2 separate regions of the Mus musculus genome follow, and region 1 is linked to region 2. Evidence: chromatin contacts called from public promoter capture Hi-C data. All regions are on one chromosome and are shown on one strand. Each heading gives the region's core, a stretch centred on a gene start, on an enhancer-like site or on the middle of the called end of the contact. The rest is flanking DNA. Distances are from core to core; before and after follow the strand shown.

The links. Promoter capture Hi-C pulls out the DNA fragments that hold promoters and counts their contacts.
Region 1: a contact with region 2 is called in a promoter capture Hi-C map of liver. The contact joins two enhancer-like sites. A contact is called at or near these places in 1 of 39 promoter capture datasets (liver), 8 of 484 Hi-C or Micro-C datasets (bone marrow-derived macrophages and liver), 4 of 115 datasets of contacts at active chromatin or transcription factors (bone marrow-derived macrophages, liver and microglia) and 2 of 9 other capture datasets (adipose tissue and liver).

Annotation. Positions count from the first base shown.
Region 1 is chr2:160,330,050-160,333,745 of GRCm38.p6, forward strand. It overlaps Gm46773 and a transcript of Gm826 not described here. Among named protein-coding and RNA genes, the nearest start is that of Gm826, 4.4 kb to the left of the region's middle. Within about 2 kb of position 2,217, at least 18 of the 459 cell types and tissues checked have an H3K27ac peak or open chromatin away from gene starts, as enhancers often do. A contact at or near this core is called in liver, where this site is marked.
Region 2 is chr2:160,244,355-160,247,853 of GRCm38.p6, forward strand. All of the region lies in intron 1 of Gm34805 (a long non-coding RNA gene), which reads right to left. Among named protein-coding and RNA genes, the nearest start is that of Gm34805, 3.8 kb to the right of the region's middle. RefSeq lists an enhancer at 139-803. Within about 2 kb of position 2,232, at least 10 of the 459 cell types and tissues checked have an H3K27ac peak or open chromatin away from gene starts, as enhancers often do. A contact at or near this core is called in liver, where this site is marked.

The sequences.
Region 1 (3,696 bases), core at 967-3,466, 86 kb after region 2:
AGGCGTATGGGAATTCTTCACTACCACCGTGTGGGACAGAGAATGGGCAGGGACTTGATCAGGGCTCTGTACAAAAGGAGACTCACCCCTGCCCTGACAAGTTCTGCACAGAGCTAAGTGAGGCCCCAGTAGCACAAACTAAAGACTGACTTAGCTGGTCCCTGGCCCTTAGCCCTAAGCACCTGTGTCTGTTACACACAGACCCTTTTACAACTGCACTCCATCATGACCTATTCATGGGCTGAATCCACCAACTGAGGCTCCTGCATCCCGTGTTAACTACCATGGATAGTAGGGAGTACCGCATTTACTACATTCACCACATTTATGACACTCATCACATTGACGACACTCACAACACTCACCACACTCATGACACTCACCACACTCACAAGCTCCTCTTTGCACATTCTATAGTGTCATGCACACACTTGTACATAGCACCTGGACGCTGGCCTTCCTACACATGTGCTCACGTGACTTTTTCATGTCGTACCACACAGTCTCACACCAGAGACAACACACACACTTTCTCTCTCTGTCTCTTTGTCTCTCTCTCTGTGTGTGTCTCTCTCTGTCTCTCTGTCTCTTTCTCTCTGTCTCTGTCTCTCTCTCTCTCTCTCTCTCACACACACACACACACACACACACATAGACATTTGCATATGGCATTACCAGAGTCACTTCATGCTCCTTTCCACTCCTTACACTCACTCCACACACAGCCAGAGAGCCCTGTCTACACACACATGTTCAGATGTCAGCCTCAGATACCTGGCACCCCCACTGCTATGTGAGTGCATATAGCAGATGCATTGCCCACACTCATTCATACTTTTCTTTGTAGAATCAGCACACATACACCACAAATACAGCATACATGTTAAACATATATATCACAGATACTGCACATACCAGACACTATATACATACTATATACCATACATACTGCATACAACACACATGCCAAAAACACATACCATATACTACACATACCATACACCATGAGATACATACTACATTCATACTATGAACCATAAACAAACAACATACATGTCACACATGCCTTATAAATGCCACATGCCCCATACATGCCAAACATCCATGCTAATACACTACATATACCATACATATCAGATGCATACCATATACTTACCACATATCATAAACACCACCACTACAAGCACATACCACATACACTACATACAACACAAATACCACACATGTTGTATACATATAACATATATACTATACATACCATATACATACCACATGTATGTTACATATCACTACACAAACATAGACACAGCATATACACCAAATACCACACACCACCAGTATAGATGCATTCACCATATATACTACATACAACATACATACCACATACACTATATATTCCAGACATACCAGACTTGTTGTATATACAGAACATACCACCATTATAGACATATATATTACACATAATATATATATATATATATACATATATCATACATGCCATACATATATACAACACACCTTATATATCATGTACAGATCATATACACCACCATTCTATACCCACATACCACACATACCCCAAACATACCACACATATATACCACATACATCAACACATATACACACTACCACTACAGGGATACATGCAACACACACTCTTGCAGGGAAGGAAAGATACAGGAAGAAAGAAACCATAGGCCCAGTGAAGGCCCAGAAAGGGAGGTAAACGTCCACAGGGGTGCTGTGCCCCAGATCGGTGCAGAGTTGAGCAAGTGGCACAGAAAGCTTGCACCAAACAAGTTCCTGAGCATCTAACAGGGAGGACCAAGGAAAAAGTGAGCTGATACATTGGAAAGGGCTCCTGGTCCTGAGGAGGCCAAAGAAGGGAGATCAAAGGGATGCAGGGACAGCTAGGATATCAAAGTATCAGGGGACAGAACAGATGGCTGATCTAGTGGCATCTTCGCCCTCCCTGAGGGAATCCATTAGTGGGCTGGTCCTGAGCAACACCACATGCATGCCCCTCTCCACTGACCTGTGTGCCACCAGAACACTCTGTAGGTGAAGAAGCAGAAGTTCAGCCAGGTGAAGTGACCTGCCCTGGGCACGGTGATTAGCAGAAGTCGGTATCAAGCCAAATGCTAACACTAACTCCATGCCACTAACCATGGCATGGGGATATCAATAGCCTGAATGAACTGCTCCCTGTAAAAGGGAAAGACAGAGCAAAGGCCAATTCAAGTGAACACTGCTCCTGTCTGCAATTGAATCTCTGAACCCATTGGAGGTGGCGCTGTAAGCAAAACCAAATGGCATGCTGGGAAACCGGATGGTAGATGTGTGAAAATAAGTGCCCCCACCATTTGCGTTTGGGCCTTGGTTATACATCAATAACTACACCCCAGTACAGTCAGGTGGTCTACACACACAGTGAGCTTGGAGCAGAAGGACCAATCCCAGATCACAGTCCTTGATGTTAGGGGCACAAGCACTGCAGCCCTGAGCTGGGAGATCTCACCCCTCCTAAGAGCCTGTTCCCTGGATAGATTATAACCTGACCCAGCTACACGTTAGGGACCCTACAGCACCTACATATCCAGGACAGCTGCTCGTCACTCAGAGAGACACACACGGCCCGTGTTATCTCTCATGGCCATCAGCGGGGACACTGGAGGAACTTGCGTGTAGGTACAACACAATGATCCTGCTCTCTGGCACAGGAGGGAGGAGGCTGTTTGCCTTCCCAGGACATTTCATTTTGCCTGTGTTTGGCAAGACATATCTGATACACTGGCAGGCAGGCACATTGCTCACTGTGTCCCCACGGTGACACACCTTGCGTTTTATGACCAGAACAACCCGGGTACAAGATCAGCCCCAAGTTAAACCCCACCCCTCCCCCATCCCCCACCCCAGTGTGCTGTAGAACTGCAGGAACTCCCCACTTGCAACAGAGCTGGGGCAGACACCAGCAGTCTGTCCATCCAGCCATCTCTTTCATCAACATTTATAGCCGCCTACCTGCACCCAGCCCTGTGCTGGGCCCTGGAGATGCCAGGACACATAAGACACTGTTCCTTCTCCTTAGAACTCAAGGTCCAAAGGGCAAAACAGGAGATGTGATACCCTGAGGAGGGGCAGTGTGGCCAGGCAGGAACATTGGCAGTACACAGAACTGGGGTCAGATTCCAGCTCTGTTCCTTCCTCACGATTTAACCTTGGCAAGTCGCTTGTCCTCAGCAAACCTCAAACTTGTCCTGGTGTGATGAGGGTGATGGGGATACCAATTTCCTTGTGTTGCTGGAAAGATAGCACTCAGCACTGCTTGTAAAGCACTGTCCACCAGGGCTGGTACCCCAAGGCTTACCATGAGCACCAGCCAGTGTCATTATTCAAATGTGTATGATGCCTATCAGGCCTTGACGGGAAAGTTGGGCCAAGCAAGAGAACCCGTATCGGGAGCCCTCTGTGGATGTCAGAGGCAAGATTTCATCACTCACTCGCTCAGCAAATGTTCCTTGAGAGTCCTCAAAGTGCCGAGGCCAGCACGAGGGGTAAGGTTATCCCACAAGAGGGTGCGGTAAAAAAGACGCGGACGTGGCCATAGAGTTGGGTAGCTGGGAAGGGAGTTACCCTGAGAACAGACCAAGCACCAACCAAGCGAGGGCTGTAAGATCTGTAAGAAAGGTGGCACGG
Region 2 (3,499 bases), core at 982-3,481:
TGGAAATGGGTGCATACATTACCTTGATTAGGTGATGGGATCATGGGCGCTTAGTCCTCTGCAAACTCATCAAATTCTATACATTAAAACTTGGTATTTTTAATATCAATTATAATTCCATAAACGGCTTTAATTTTAAGTCAAGGTGAAAGAAACCACATCAGTTCCTAGAAAGCCTTGGACATAGGAATCCTGCCCCATCCTTATGCCAGACTCCATAAAAATCTCCCTTTTATGCGGCTGGCTGTGTGGACAGAGGAGCATTCCTGACTGAGTTGGCAACTCTATAGAGCAGATCGCAGGCACTTGGACTTATTGGCTCTGACATATGGGTCATGCTCCCGGGCTGGGGGTTTTTGTTTTGTTTTGTTCCTAATATATATAGTTTTATAAGATTTCTTTTATGTTAGGCTGACTCTTTGATCTCCCCAGGAAACTCTCCCCCCGCCCCCGGGTTTTCTTTTAATCTACAAAAATCACTGACCACAGCTGCAGACTGGGAAGGATTCCGTAAAAAAAAAAAAAAAAAAAAAAAAAAAAAAAAAGACAAGCAGAGCTGCAGAGTGAGAAAGTAGAGCACAGGCCAGGAGAGAGATAACAGCAGAGACTGCAGCATGCACTCTGAAACCCTGAAGGATGCGGCTAGCAATCTGGAGCATCCCAGACTCTGTGATTCAGAACGCAGGATTTCGGGCTCTCTGCGTTAAGCTTGGCTCACTTGGCTGCCGCTTTAATCCTTGCAGAGGGAAAACATGATCTGTTTTAAAACGGGAAGAAACTGAGGCTCAGGGATATCTTAGGCTGGGTCCCTCCAAACAGGCACAAAGACTGGCGCCCCTTCCATTCTTTTGGTCCTTTTGAATTTAAAGAGGAATTGCAGCCACACACAAGGTGCTTCAGTATATGTTTATCCAGGCTCCCCAATGGCAACATTTTGCCCAACTTGTATTGACTTTATCATTCCCCTGCTCTCTTCGCTGAGAACTCTGATGATAATAAAGGAGAAATAACTTAGAGACACCAAACATCTTTACCACTAAACGTTTCAATGTGCATGACCTAGGAACAGGGGAGCTCTTTAACACAGTCATGGTATAATGGTCAAAACTAGTGCATTTAACGCTGGAACAACGACACTCCACCTACAAAGCACATACTCATTTTGTCAATTGCGTTAATTAAAGTCTTTTATAAGCTCTGTGTTCTTCCTGGTTCAACCATCCCAGGCCATGCATTGTATTTGATACCCCTGGCTCTTTAAACTCCCTTTGGGCTAATGCTTATTTTTAGCCTTCCTTGACTTTGAAATGCTTTAAGAGTACTGGCCAGGAATTGTGCATCAGGTTTCTCAACTTTAGTTTGTTGGACAGATATACAGACAGACAGACACACAGAGGTGGGGAGGGAAGGAGGGAGGGAGGGAGAGAGATAGAGAGGGAGGGAAGGAGAGAGGGGGAATGAGAGAGGGAGACAGAGAGAGAGAGAGAGAGAGAGAGAGAGAGAGAGAGAGAGAGAGAGAGAGAGAGAGAATGCAGCAACAACAGCACCTCCACTTGAAAGCATTCCAGGAAGAAGGTTTGTGAGGAGTGGTGACTTCAAGGGCACCCAGCCGGGGGAACACCCAGGAGGAGAGGATCTGGATGTGTCCCCCAGTGTCAGTCACATCTCTGAGTTACCCCAGTTGGAGAGCAGTGGAGCAGAGGGCTATAAATCCCATCCCCTGTCCTCATTTTCAGCTTGGAGTCCCATACACAGGTGCTGCAGCCATGGAGGCTCCCCCAATCAAACATAGCGAGGGATTTGGGGAATAAAGTCAGGGCCCTGACTCTGTTAACCACAAAGGGTTTGCCACACCCAGCATCGCACAGCCTCCAATGGTGAGCTCCAGAATTCCACCAAGCTCCCATAACATTGCCCATAGCCCATCACTTCCCGGGAGAGCTAAAGTCAGTTGACTCTGTAACTCAGTGTTTTTTGACTGACTGTCCAAAAGAAGACCTTCTGGATGGCCTCAGGATTGACTTCAGATCCAGTCTGCCTAGGCATTCAGTGCGACTGGGGCCCCACAGAGGAGAAGAGCCCCATGAGCTCTTAGAGATAAGTTAGAAGTAACAAATCAAGACTAGGGATGGCTGGGTTCAGATTTCCTGGAAAGTCTGGGCCAGAGGCCAAGACAGAATCCAAGGGGCAAAGTTGAACAGCCAAGTCAGGGGCCAATGAGCCCTGGTGAGTTGCCCAGGGACCAGAGTCCCTGAGTCAGACTAGGACAGAGCAGGAACTCCAGGGTAGGAGGCTCAGATCTCTGGAGGCTCCAATAAACTCACTGATCAGCTTCATTGCTGTTCCTAGACACCTACTATGTGTCAGATGCTATTTATGGCCAAAGATAGAACAGTAGATGCATTAAGAAAAATAAATCTTAGCCCTGTATGTTTATTTTCAGTAAGAGGAGAGAGGAAAGAAGCAGATGTAATGAATAAGAAGATTACAAACAGGGTAGAGTGGTATGTACTGGTGTTCAGGAGTTTGAGCGGAGGGATCACAAATTTAAGGTAAGCCTAAAACTACATAGCAAGACCCTATGTCAACCGAAGGGGTGTATTAGAATGGATGGGGAGGGGCCTTGTCAGTGTCCTGCAGAAATAAATGGAGCAAGGAGAAGGTGCGGTTGCAAAGGTATGAGGCAGGGGGATGAGCAAATCTGCTTTGAGAAGGTAACAAAATCTCAAGTGTTCCTAAGGGCAATTCGTCCCACTGGAAGGCAAGTCCCTTTCTTTCCTGTTAGGATTCAGAGATTCCAGCTTCCTAGGTATTAATCGGGGTTGATTCCATTTGAAGCCAGATTTCTAAGCAGCATAAAGGTCTCTGGTAAAGGTGAAGAATTGTAAAAAAAAAAAAAAAAAAAAAAAAAAAACTTAAGATCTTCTCTGGGTGCAAAGACCAGAAAGCAGGGAGACATGACATTTAAAGTTCCACCTGGACATGTGCCAACAGCAGGGACTATGACCCCAGACTCTAATCATCCAGGCAAAATGTGGGTCATGGGGGACAGAAGTAGAACCTGAGATTTAAAGATTCGCAAGTGGGCTGAGAGGAAGAATGTCAAAGGCCTCCTGCGGCCCCACTGGGGGCTAAGTCTACTATCAACACTAGCAACTCCAGGCCCCATTCCGAGTCAGCTGCTGTCCTAGACAGGGTGGATGCCAGCAGGAGGCTGGGTCTGTAGTTATAGCTGTTAGCCTGAATTTCCCAGACTACCTTCCGTGTCCCACATCATCACGTCACCCAGCACTCTCAGCCTGAGACTTTGCACCATGGTTAAGTCGAGATTCTAACCTCGTCCCTAGCCTGAATCTATTCCTCCTAACCAACTCCACTGAACTCCGCAGGCTCATACAGGAACCTTGTCTGCAATGTTCATGGTGGCTTCTTCTTCTCCTGTCCCTTCTTACAGTTCCAGCTCCTTAGATGACTTCTAAATGAGTACCTACTAAGTGCC